Linked DNA regions of Zea mays: region 1 is linked to region 2. A link is a contact called in public Hi-C data. All regions are on one chromosome and are shown on one strand. The core of a region is the stretch at or near the end of the contact, and the rest is flanking DNA. Distances in the headings are between cores, read along the strand shown.

Evidence for each region. Hi-C and Micro-C count contacts between places; a contact is called where the count stands out from the background.
Region 1: a contact with region 2 is called in a Hi-C map of ear, with 4 times the contacts expected there. The contact joins the enhancer-like site here to the promoter of LOC103640076 in region 2. A contact is called at or near these places in 4 of 25 Hi-C or Micro-C datasets (ear, endosperm, leaf and 1 more).

The regions. Positions count from the first base shown.
Region 1 is chr1:159,960,571-159,967,034 of Zm-B73-REFERENCE-NAM-5.0, forward strand. No RefSeq gene overlaps it. Among protein-coding and RNA genes, the nearest start is that of LOC103640076, 91 kb to the left of the region's middle. Within about 2 kb of position 3,716, at least 9 of the 20 cell types and tissues checked have an H3K27ac peak or open chromatin away from gene starts, as enhancers often do. A contact at or near this core is called in ear, where this site is marked.
Region 2 is chr1:159,869,250-159,874,856 of Zm-B73-REFERENCE-NAM-5.0, forward strand. It overlaps LOC103640076, which reads right to left and starts at 3,364. Exons shown (of 12, transcript XM_008662727.3): 1 at 3,151-3,364; 2 at 2,763-3,021; 3 at 2,293-2,672; 4 at 1,993-2,207; 5 at 1,883-1,906; 6 at 1,613-1,793; 7 at 1,223-1,442; 8 at 1,001-1,136; 9 at 723-885; 10 at 572-615; 11 at 403-465; 12 at 1-309. The coding sequence starts at 3,316. The coding sequence ends at 217.

The DNA.
Region 1 (6,464 bases), core at 2,466-4,965, 92 kb after region 2:
AGAATGGCCCAACTTGTTAGCCTCTGAGCTGCCAAATGGATAACCTGCAAAGGAGAGCAAAATGTTTTTTTCTCAAAAACTAAATCATTTCTACAAATCCAGAGCGCCCAGCACATCATAATCGCTCCTAGTAGAAACACAGTTTTTATCCTACTATTGAAACCATGGAGCCAATCTCCAAACATATGGTTCACATTTTGTGGTTGATTAATTCCAGTGGCAAACCTAAACACACTCCAAACTGATCGTGCTAACTGGCACTCGAAAAGGAGATGGTTAATGGTTTCATCCTTGTGACAGAAAACACAGATAAGACTTCCCTACCAATTTCATTTAGCCAGATTATCTTTTGTGAGAATTACCCCCCTTCACAGATACCACATGAAGATTTTAAATTTCAGAGGTGCCTTTTACTTGCAGATATCTTTGTTGAGATTAGGGGTATTTCTGAGCATCAAGGCCGCGTAGTGTGATTTAACTGAGAATCTACCATTAGAGGCAAGGCTCCAGAAGGAGTCCATGTCCTAGGATAGCTCCATACCTTGGATACGTGACAATAAAGATAACCATTTAGCCAAGCTGGCTCCAAATAGATGTCTTCGCTAGGAAAAGGTAGGAGGGAATATACTCATTGCTTCTGCTATAGTTATGGATTTATGTCTCACAATGTTATATAGGCTTGGATATTGGTCTCTTAAAGAGGACCCATCGAGCCATGTATCCTCCTAGAACCTTACCTGTGATCCATCTTTTAGGAGAAAGCATCCATAGCAAAAAAGGCTGGCTTTACTTTCAGTAAGCCCGACCAGAAGTGGGAAACCCCAAGTTTCCACTCAACCTGAGACAAAGGTTTTGAGCCTACATATTTATTGCGGAGAAGTTGTTGCCACATTCCATCAGAGGTGAGTAGTTTGTATATCCATTTACTAAGGAGGTTAGTATTTGTGGCAGAACCTCCCAAGCTATTGGGCCCACATGCACCTGCCCTTGTCTCAAAGACCTCAGGCGGCTATGCATGTGCACCAGATAACTTAACATGATCTGTCCGAGTGCCCCATGGACCTCGGATAAACCACTTACAACCAGAACCGCGGGATTAAGTAAACACAAATCACACACCAACATTTTGCAGCGGAAATCTTATTACCAAATTTTACAAGTTACATCAAGTTTACATCGTACATGATCGGAGTGATTACAAAAGTGATTCAAAGAAATAACTTTGAACTGTTATAGGTTATTTATAGTTTTGAAATATATGCTAGCTCAAGTGACCATCCTCAATAAGAAGTATAGAAGGTCGTGACCACCGGCGCTTAACACCAATCACAATCAAGTGACTCGTAACCTGCAGCAACAATGGGTAAAACCCTAAGTACGCAAGTACTCAGCAAGACTTACCTGACTAAAGAAAAGACTCTCAAGGATATGCTAGTTAAATAGGAATCAAGGAAAAGGCTTTAGCAAGAATCTACTTAGATACTTTTGCAGAAATAGCTTACTAAAGTGAGTCCTTACTTTCAACATTTTAATGCTAGATTAAGTATTAATAGACCTTGTTTGCATCTAGTCTAATTCCATCATCACATTAATCAATCCAACATGATTTTTGCTCATTAAGATTCCATCCATGACTTAGATTGCAAGGCAGTGACCAAGTCTTTATGTCCGAGAAGTAACGGCGATCCGAATCGATTAATACCCAGCTGGGGATCTCCAATCACACGACATATGTAGCACTTAACCCTTGCATATGTCAACTCGCCAACGAGGTTCTTAAGACTAGATCAGGTTCACGCCAACCGAGAGCACAGATACACCACCGTCCAGCCTCTTGCCATGGAGGGTACGCGCTACTCTCGCCATCTCTCCACTCCCATTGTGTGTTGTCTTATTCTGGTATTAGTCTGCCCGAGGCAAAGCTTACCCATGATGAGGCATGTGACCAGTTAAAGGGTCCTCGATCAGCAAGCCTACATTCAGTATAATCCTTAATCAAACTGGATAGAACATCACCTGTTCCTAGCCCAAGTCCCAATTTAAGTACTTCCATCCTTAGGATTGTTTGTGTTCCTTAGGATGAAAAGAGCATTATAGAGAACTTTGTAGTAAGATCCCACCACGCTCGCAATGGAAAAATATTCTTGCAGGTAGAAGCCATCTTTCCTCAGGATAACCCCTAAGCTAGGCCTTAATGCAAAAGACAACCTCTATCCACAAGATCTAAGCAGAGATAAGCATTTTTGTAATTCATATTTTGATACTTCATCAGAAGTATCTATAAAGGTATGGATATCAAGGTAGACAATGCAAAGGGTTTCCAAGCAACTCCTATAAACCTAATGCACATTTCGCTAGACTTAAAGTGTGTAAAAATTATTTAAAACACAAGGAGTTGCATGCACCGGGTCTTGCCTGGAAGAACACTAGGTTAGTGTTTGTTAGACGATGTCCACTTGGCGATCAGCTTTTATTCTGATACTTGTTTCGTCTGTCCATCTTCAGTTTGCGAATAAGCCCACGCTTAACAACATATTGGGGTCGACTTGGCTCATGTTCTCGACATCACAAGAGTAATTAACGTACCTGAATGGAATGCATTATGCACATGAATGCATATAGACAGGAATATCATAAACCTAAATAGTGCTACGCAATACCGAATTAAATACCTAGCGGCGAGGCGTTGTACAATTTTATACGGAAACACCAGTTACCGACGTACGACTAAGCGCAATAGTCACGCTTCTCTAAATTAAACGAACCTAACGCAAACATCACGAACAACAAATCATACACATTAAACATAATTAGCCTAAACATAATTTATCAGTTAATTAATTAAATTCTAAACTTAGTGGTCTAAGGAATTTAAATCTAGAACAAGAATAAAAGCACATCACTTTTTAGACCATGCGACTGGATTAAATTACATACCACTCTAAGCTATCATATATAACCTACCATTAATTTTATCAAACAATTAGAATTTGTCATAAGTAATACTAATAATATTATTGTTTAGACATTTTAAAATACTAAATTTAAACTTCATTCACTAATTTACTGTACGTCACATAATGAACATCTCAAACCTACCCAACGCGACTACTTCGAAATCGTGAAAATAATCACATCGCATTCATCGAACTAATTCAATAATTAAGCTAAAGGAAATATGGATCGGCTTACCCACGATTAAATTTGACGCGCTATCCGCGAACACGGCAAGGATTCTGGTTTAGCTCTTGCGTCGAGTACTTGGTGAACGTCACGCTGCTAACTCCGTCTTCACCCGATTATTGGGATTTCTTGATGATGCACGGAACGACGACGAGATCGAGTTTGGAGCGAGCTGGCGAGGACACGAATCCACTGAGGGCTCTGGCAACGACGAAGTCACGAGCAAGGGAGGACGTGTTCAACAGCTCGATGGCAAACGCGAGCATGCAGCGTGGCACGCAGCAGCGACGATAGTCGAATCGGCAAAAGAGCGTTAGCGAACTCGACGAACACGACCACGGTCGTGTGCTGACGTGGATAGGACAACAGCGGCTGGCGAGCCCAACAAAGGAGCCTGCGCAACGACAACCAAACAGTGAAGCTCGCGCGCGCTGGGAGGAATACGAACAGGGGCGGAAGGCCCAGTATGACTCAATATTGCCTAGGCAATACCTTGTGCCGGCCCACTAAAAGATTAGATTAGGGTTTTCCGTGTCCCGCACACATCCGTTGCCCGCTGAGCCGCACCCGCACGGCCGCAGGCGCGTCCACACCCGCACGGCCGTTGGCCGCCGACCGCTCGGCAGACGCAGACGGCCTGCTCAGCTGCTCGCCTGCTCCTCATCTCCGACGGCGTTCTGCTCGGCTTAGTCGGCTGCTCGGCAGACGGCAGTCCCGCTCGGCCGCTCCTGCGTTTCGCTGCTCGCCCAGGCGCCCGGCCAGCCAGCGTGCTCGGCTGCTGTCTGCCTCTGCCTGCTTGTCCAGTTGTCCGCCTGTCCGATGTCCAGCCCGGCGGCCGGCTGCAGGCTGTGGCTATTTGTCCCGGGCCGCTTCCTGCTTGCTTTAGTAATTAGTTCGTTACTTCATTAGTTGCTTGAGTACATACTGCTTGAGTTTGAGTGCTTGTCTGCTTGTCCCATCCGATAGCCTAAAAGGTAGCGCATGAGTATTTATTTGATTATACGCGTGAGTATTTGATTATGTGTGTCTATTCTATTAGATTTTTCAATGTGCAGATTTTCCAATTTCTAAATAACAGTCTTGGATATAAAAAAAATAAGGCAAAGAATATGGCCCAAAAAAGTATCTCTCTATATTATGTGAACATTCTATGTTAGCTGTTGTAATGTCTTCTAATTATCTAATACATGTTATATGCTTCGTAAAATGACAGATTTAAAAAGCTATTTCAGTCAAGCTTCTAGTGGAAGTAGACTAAGCACTCGCGCTAGTGGAAGTAGACTAAGCACTCGCGCTAGTGGAGTTTGTAATGGACCCGGAATATAAGTTGGAGTTTAAGAGAATAATAGTGAAGATGTCAATGGTGAAAATGTTAATGATCAAGTAGAAGGTATAAATCAGTTCAACCCGGATCACATTATTTTTGATCCGAGACTTCCTATTCCAATCGATTCTTTTACTCCTAATTTTAGAGATGATGTTAGAAGGGCTTATTTTGTAGCTACAAATTGTTTTAAACAGTGTTATAAATTTTTAGTTTTCATTGTTAGTAATACCTAAATTTTCTGGCGTCCTCCGCCACTGAATACGAACAATGACGGCTATGTAAGGAGCGTCGAGTTGGGGAGGGCAGGATTCGACGACTCGACAGTGCCCGTGGCCGAGCACACAAGGCGACCAGCGCACGCGGCGAGGAGATCACCGGTGAAGGGACTTGGCCGGCAAATCACGCGCATCAGCGGAGGAGCCGAGCAACAGCGACCCACCACCATAGTAGGGAAAGGGGACGCACAGACCGAACGATACGAGAAAGAGATGAAGCAGTAGACCACGGCGAGCTGGAGATTCGACACGATGGAGCTCGGCCAACAGACAGCTTGCGTGCAGGGACTAGCTTGGCTGCGCGCGGCATGGGCAAGCAGGGAGATCCGGGCGAGCAAGGAGCAGCGGCTGGACGCCATGAGAGGACCTGCACGCAGGGATGAAACTCCACGGCGACCATGGCTGCAGGAAGCGGTGACGGAGTGGAGCAGGAAACTTGGCGCGGCTTAGGGATGGCGACCGAGTAGAGGAGAGACCAACGCAGGGAAGAAATCCGAGCAGAGAGCTTCGCGCTTGGGGCAGATGAATGAGCGGCTGCCTTCGGACGCGAGGAGGGAGAAGAATGAGCAGAGGCCAAGGACGCGAGTCCGAGCAGAGGCCAAGGACGCGAGGAGGGAGATGAATGAGCGGCTGCCTTCGGACATGGGGCGAGCAGGGCGCGGCAGAAAGCTCCAAACCGGCGCGGCCATGGCAGAGCTGGGCGCTAGAGAGAGAACGGCGGCGCTGGAGCTCGGTGGAGCAGAGGGCGAGCAGGGACGGCGCGCTAGGGAAGAAGACGCGTTGGGGAACAGGGAGCAGAAGGAGCTACGCACCATGGGCTAGCAGGAGCTGGGCGCGGCGGGATTTTTTTTTGCTCTGGTGCCGAGCGTGCGGCCTGAAGAGAAGGCCAAGGCCCAAGGGCCCCTGCGCGATGGAACAAAAAAAATCTTCGTGCTGCAAAAAAAATCTGCGCGACAGGGATAAGGAAAATGCAAAGCGGTGGAGTAAAAAAAAACAGAGAGAGAGTCACGGGATAGAGATGGAGTGATATTTTCCTTTTTTTATTTCTTTTCTCTTTTATAACACAAGTGATACAAATATCCCCAATTTTGAGATCAGGGTTAAAAGAGACATAAACAAGTTGGATCAGGACGGTATTAGATATAAAATTCGGATAGAATTTAGCAGATACTCTGGAATTCAGAGGGATTTTTACCAGTTACTTATATCCAAAGATTTGGATCCGGGCGAGAAACGACAGACCAAAATAAACTGGTTTCGGCATCGATATTTGCTCTGCGATTAGACTGAAATTAGCCGGAACCATATCTGCGAATGTATACGCGATTTCGTCGCCAAAACAGCGTGCTGAAGGATAAATTGGATCGTAACCTCGCGCACGATTTCTCTCGGACAATGCGCGATTCCGATTATTTTGCCCCGAACATTTTAGTCGTCGAGTTCAAATTAATTTGCCCAGAATAAAAATCGCAAGAGCAGGTTGAGCTTCCGAATTCGTATTCGCGCGAGCGATGAATTTTAAACGGACACAAGACTCAACATATCGCGAAATAAATGTGCGATATCGATGCGGCATCGAGAGTGCGATCCGTTCCGGAAGCGACGACACGCATCGCACATGTGGGCGAGAAGCTGTGCACATTGTTCGTTTCGGATAGCACGGGGCTCCAAATTTTACA
Region 2 (5,607 bases), core at 2,114-4,613:
TCATAATTGTACGCAAAAGAATTACTATCATGATTGCCTGAAATATAACTTCACCCTGTTACAGAAAAACTTTCTTACCGAGTTTCTTTTTTCTGTCAAAAAGAAGGAACAAATAAACGTAGCTGCAAAAACAAAAAAACAAAAAAAAAACGACAGACTGCTAGTTTCAGCTCTGTCAACATTGGAAAGAAAGAATCTGCAACAGCTACGCAGACACTATCTGCTGCTAATCATCTGGTTGATCGAGGTAAATGAGCCGATGCACGCGCACACAACGCCAATCGCTATGATGATTATGCACAGGATGATCTGCAAAGAAAATGACCATAGATACTCAGTGTTGAGCAGTTTCAGGTTCCAATCCTGTATTTGTTGGTCCGCGCGTTTCTAGTTGGTGGTTACCTCCCACAAGGGCACTGCGCCCTTCTTGATGGAGAGGTAGCATGCGCATGGGAGTATCAAGGCCTGTATAAATCATCATCAAGCACATTTTTTTTATCAACTTCTTTCAAATGGCCAAAGTAGAGAAATCCACCGCAGAAGTGTAGGTGAAATGTTCTCCAGAACCTACCACGAGCATTGTGAACACGGATCCAAGCAGTGCCATCACCAGGGCTGAGAAACCAGAGGAGGGTAGGAAAAAGTCAAAAAAAAACATCTTAAAATTTAAAAATGGAGGGGAGGATCATTCAGTTAAACCGAGAAAGACTACTACTACTCACCAAAGTAAGGGAAAAGCAGAGCCACCGCAACGGTTGAGAGGACGAGGCATGTCCTAACGAGCATTCCGACCAGGTAACTCTGCATCTTCTTTGGTAGGGCTTCCTCTATCGACAAGGCGACCGGCGTCATCGTCAGTGCATACTTTGTGTAAGGATTCACAACCTGGAACCAGAAAGAAAAATGCAACAAAAAAAAAACAAAAGCAATGAAATTAGCATCTCGTCGTCTTCATTCTGAACGCGATGGCAGAATGGTAAAGTGTGGTTTTCCCTCGCACCGTCATCCAAATGGCAATCTTGGATGGGATGTACTGCTGTGGCAAGTTTAGGGTGAACTGTGACATAGTGGACTCGCCGAACATCAGGAACCCTGAGACCGCAACTCCGGCGTACACAAGCGTTACCACCGTGAAGCTGAAAACGGTGCAGGATGGCATTTTGTGTTAACAAGAAGGCGGCCCATGTTAACAAGAAGCAACAAAGTTAAGAGCACCGCTTACCAGAACATGAGCACGAATGGAAACTGCGAGCGCTCCTTCATGGACGAGTAGATGTTTGGGAACACCGAGTGTCCTGAGTAGCAGTACCCATACAGGCCGAGTGCCACTGGAAGGTGGGTCACGTTCACTACAGCACCGGAAAAGCGAAACCCAATTCCTTCTCCGATGCCAACCCAGCATAGGCAGACGATGACCGTGATCGTCGCGATCACGCCTCCAGCTGAGTACATACAGAGACGGTCAGGAGTCAGGAACAATCCTTCTTTCGCTCAAAGATTACTTTTGTTGATCATAAACTGACTGAACTATCAGTGATACGAGTCAATTCTAACTACATTCCTATGATCAGTACAGAGGGAGTAAGAAGCAATTCCACATTTTTTTACATACCAGAAAGATATGAGAGGAGACTGAGGTTCCTGAGCCAGACTGATGGGAGGATTGCCAAGGCCATTGTGGTTGCAAAGAGATTGTGCGCGTTCAGGTCGATGCCAGTGAAAGCTAAATGCGCTGAGGGAAACACTGACGACAAGCTGTCTCCTAGCAGCGTAATGTACTCCACGCAGCTTGCCTGCAAAAAAAATATATACATAAAAATCACTTGTGTTCGACAACCAAGGCCATTCACAATAAGTTTTAGAGTTCAGAGAGCACACTTACATAAAGCTCCATGTACAGGACAACCTGAAAAAAAGAGATGCGATCAGTGAGGTAAACAACAGGTGAGCTGACTTTCGAAGAGAAATCTGTGTTTTTCAAGGTATACACACCGATACAAAGATCCGACCAAAGATTCCGAAAGCGACTTGTCCAATGTCTGGGTATGTCTCAATGTTGGGCGAACTGTCTATGCACCTCTTGAGAAGCAAGCCCGTGTAGCACGAGCTGCCACCCAGCAAGGGGAGCAGCAGGAGGCTTAGCCATCCCCCTTCCTTGATTCCATAAGCCGTGGTGAGAATTCCAACGCCGCACAGCACATTGAACCCTAGAAATTCGACCAGCATTGATGATTGATTCCATAAGCTGATTACTCTAACACCTGAGAATTCAAGATCCAACTGGTCACGCACCATTGATGATTGATTGGTTCCTGCTGCACTTGCTAGCAGGCGGAGGAAGCTCGATATAATCGGATTTCAGGCATTGCCTGGAGGGTCTCTCGGGCAGCTCCGCCTCGTGCGCAGCCGGCCACCGCGGCGCCTGGGCGAGGCTGTCCGTGGACTGCTTCACGGGCCGCGGCTGCGGGTGCAACGACGACTGCGACAGCTGCGGGAGCGAGGGCGGCAGCAGCGGCCTGGTGAGCGGCAGCCCCGAGCCCTCGCCTTTCCTCAGGAAGAAGGAGCTCCCGGCCTTGAGGAAGGAGCTGCCGAATCTGGTCAGGCTCGGGCTCGCTGCCATGATCGAGTTCATCGTCGGCGACGGCACCGCGCTCAGCATGTCGATCGACTGCCTGCATGCGAAACGAGAACGCCGCCGAGGAAACGGCGTCAGCTCCGAATCGTGGAAGAGATGTGGACGGCGAGGCGGCTGGTTGACGAACCTGTAACTCTGCGGCCACGCGCCATTCTGGCCGTCCTCGGGCGTGTCCTCACGCTCGCCGCCGTCGCGACGCCGGACATGGCCGGCGCGTGTCTCGGCGTCGCTCCGGTCGGAGAATGATCCATCGTCGGAGGAGGTCGGCGGGGATCCGCCGTCCCGGTCGACGCCGAGATCGTCCTCATCGCCGATGAATAGGAGCGAGCGGTCGCCGTGGCCCACCTCCTCGTCGCGGTCCATGTCGGGCTCGGCCGTCCAGAGTGCTGAGTGCACGCGCATGCAACACGGCAATGCAGGTGAGGATCAACGAAACCCAAATCTATATTAACATCAATCCCTGACGCAATGCAACGATCTCAAGGAAAGAAAGCATCACGATCTGTACTACGTACCCAACACAAACGCTTCCCCGATCTCCACTCTTCCAGCCACACGAGCAAGGCTAGAGAAAATATGGGGCCGGGGCCGACGAACACGGAGGGAAGGGGGAGAGATAGGCGGCCGGTTTCTGAGGAGCCGGTCCCGGACTCGTGGCCGCGCCGCCTCTCTCGCAACCATGAACCGGGTGACGTACGAGACGGCTGACGCTGGGCCTTTTTGTTATTGCCACTGAATGGTGGGCCGTTGGCCCATGCCCTTCCCCCCGTGTCCGTGTGTTGTGATATCGGAAGCTGTGCATGACGTCGCGTCAGGTTGGTATGTTGAGCTGGAAAACAGTACGTACGTGACAGCTTGTTTCGAGTTTAAATTTACGCGACCGAATATTCCCTCCAATCACAAATATGTGCCGCATTCACTTTAACGCAATTTTCTAAATACACTTTCAAATGTATGAGATTTTATAAGTATTTTTTAATACAAATATATATATATATAGTTTAAATGTTTTAAATTAAATAATTTATAAGTGATTTTAGAAGACAAACCTAGTACTCCCTCCGTCCCACGGTACTATTAGTTTTAGCCTTGTTTTTTATATATATTTAAATATATGATGATAAATCTAGACACATATATAAAACACATACATCAAATATTCACTACCGAACTCGCCTTTTTTGTCGAGTGTCTCAGACACTCGGCAAAGACCATTATACACTCGGCAAAGCCACACTCGGCAAATATTTTATCGGTAAATGATTTTTTTTTCGAGTACTTTTTTCGGGCGAGTGTCAAAAAACACTCGGTAAATTAAGAATCACAAAAAACCCAAAAAAACAGCAAAACATTTTTCAAAATTAGGGAGACAGCTTCCCCCCCAACCACCGCCATTGCTCTACACATCGGTCCTATCATTTTCACCATTTTTAATCAAATTTACGTGTTTTGTGAATATGAGATTCGAACTTCGAACTCACAACCTCACGTGTGCGCATAACCTGCTCTACCACTACGCTATTACATCATCAATTGTGCTTATATTACGTTTTCATTTCAAATTTACGTATTTTGTGAATGTGAGATTCGAACTCACAACCTCACACGTGCGCATAACTTCCTCTACCACTACACTACTACATCAATTGTGCTTATATTACGTTTTCATTCCTCATATATTATAACAAATCGAGAGTAATTTGATTATTTGAGGCACTAAATGAATTCAATTGAAAATGTTGTCAACTATAGAGTTGCATAACTTTTCAAGATACACAACTTCTATTTTGATATTTTCTACATCAGAAGCTGTTTACAAAATTTGAATTTCAAATTTGAACACTTCACACGAATTTTTCTATGATGAGATGATTTCAAATCAAAAAATCGCCAGTTACAAAGTTTCATTACATTTCAAGACCAACAAATTTTATTTTGGTGGTTTTTCCATCCGAGGTAGTTTGAAAAAAAATCAAAATTTAAATATAGGTTTGTATGACAAGATGATTTCAAATCAAAACATTGTCAACTACAAAGTTTCATAATTCTTCAATACATACAAGTTTCATGTTGATAGTTTTTTCTTTCGAGATCGTTTTCAAAATTGAAATTTTAATTTTTTTTAATTCAAACGTAGTTTTCGCTGACAAGATGACTTTCAATAAAAAATTTACCAACTACAAAATTCTATAACTTCTCAAGATCTACAAAGTTTATTTTATTTGTTTAGCCATTTATTCATCCCACATGATGGTTCTAATAATATGCACAAATCTTATACATCTCTCTTGTAGTTTCATGAACTACGAGAGAGATATAAGTTTTATGAACAAATTTACTTTTATTTTGTCATATAAAGAAATGTTCAAAATATAAATTGTATATCATGATGAGTTATACAAATTTGTAGTTGAAATTTTTTTCATCTGAATTAATTTACTGTATTAAAATGTGATTTTTAAATTGTCTTTGCCTAGTGTTGAAAAAAAGCACTCGACAAAAAGCTTCTTTGCCGAGTGCCCGAAAAAACACTCAATAAAACATTTGACATTCGGTAAAGAGCCAAATTCCAGTAGTGATTGTGTGAATCTATTAATTACTCAAGATAAATTTTAATTTGGAATAGAGGGAGTAGAAAATCTAGCTAGAGGCGGTTGTATATTTGTGGAGTCATTAAAAACAACAACCATGTTGTAAATCTAGAAGGTCTCCTGAGAAGATCCTTAGACCCGTCTCCAAAAATTAAGTGTGTTTTAAGAGGAGGAGCTTTTAAAATACACGTCTAAAAATGGCCTGAAAATGTAATGATTAGGGGTTAGTTTGGAAACCTATTTTTCAATAGAAATTAGTTCATTTTTTCGGAAAAATAGAAATTCCTTAAAAAATAGAGTTTTCAAATTAGCCCTTATGTACAGTGTTTCAAGAGATTTGTACATGAGTAAGATATGTACTTACAATTGATAATCAATTAC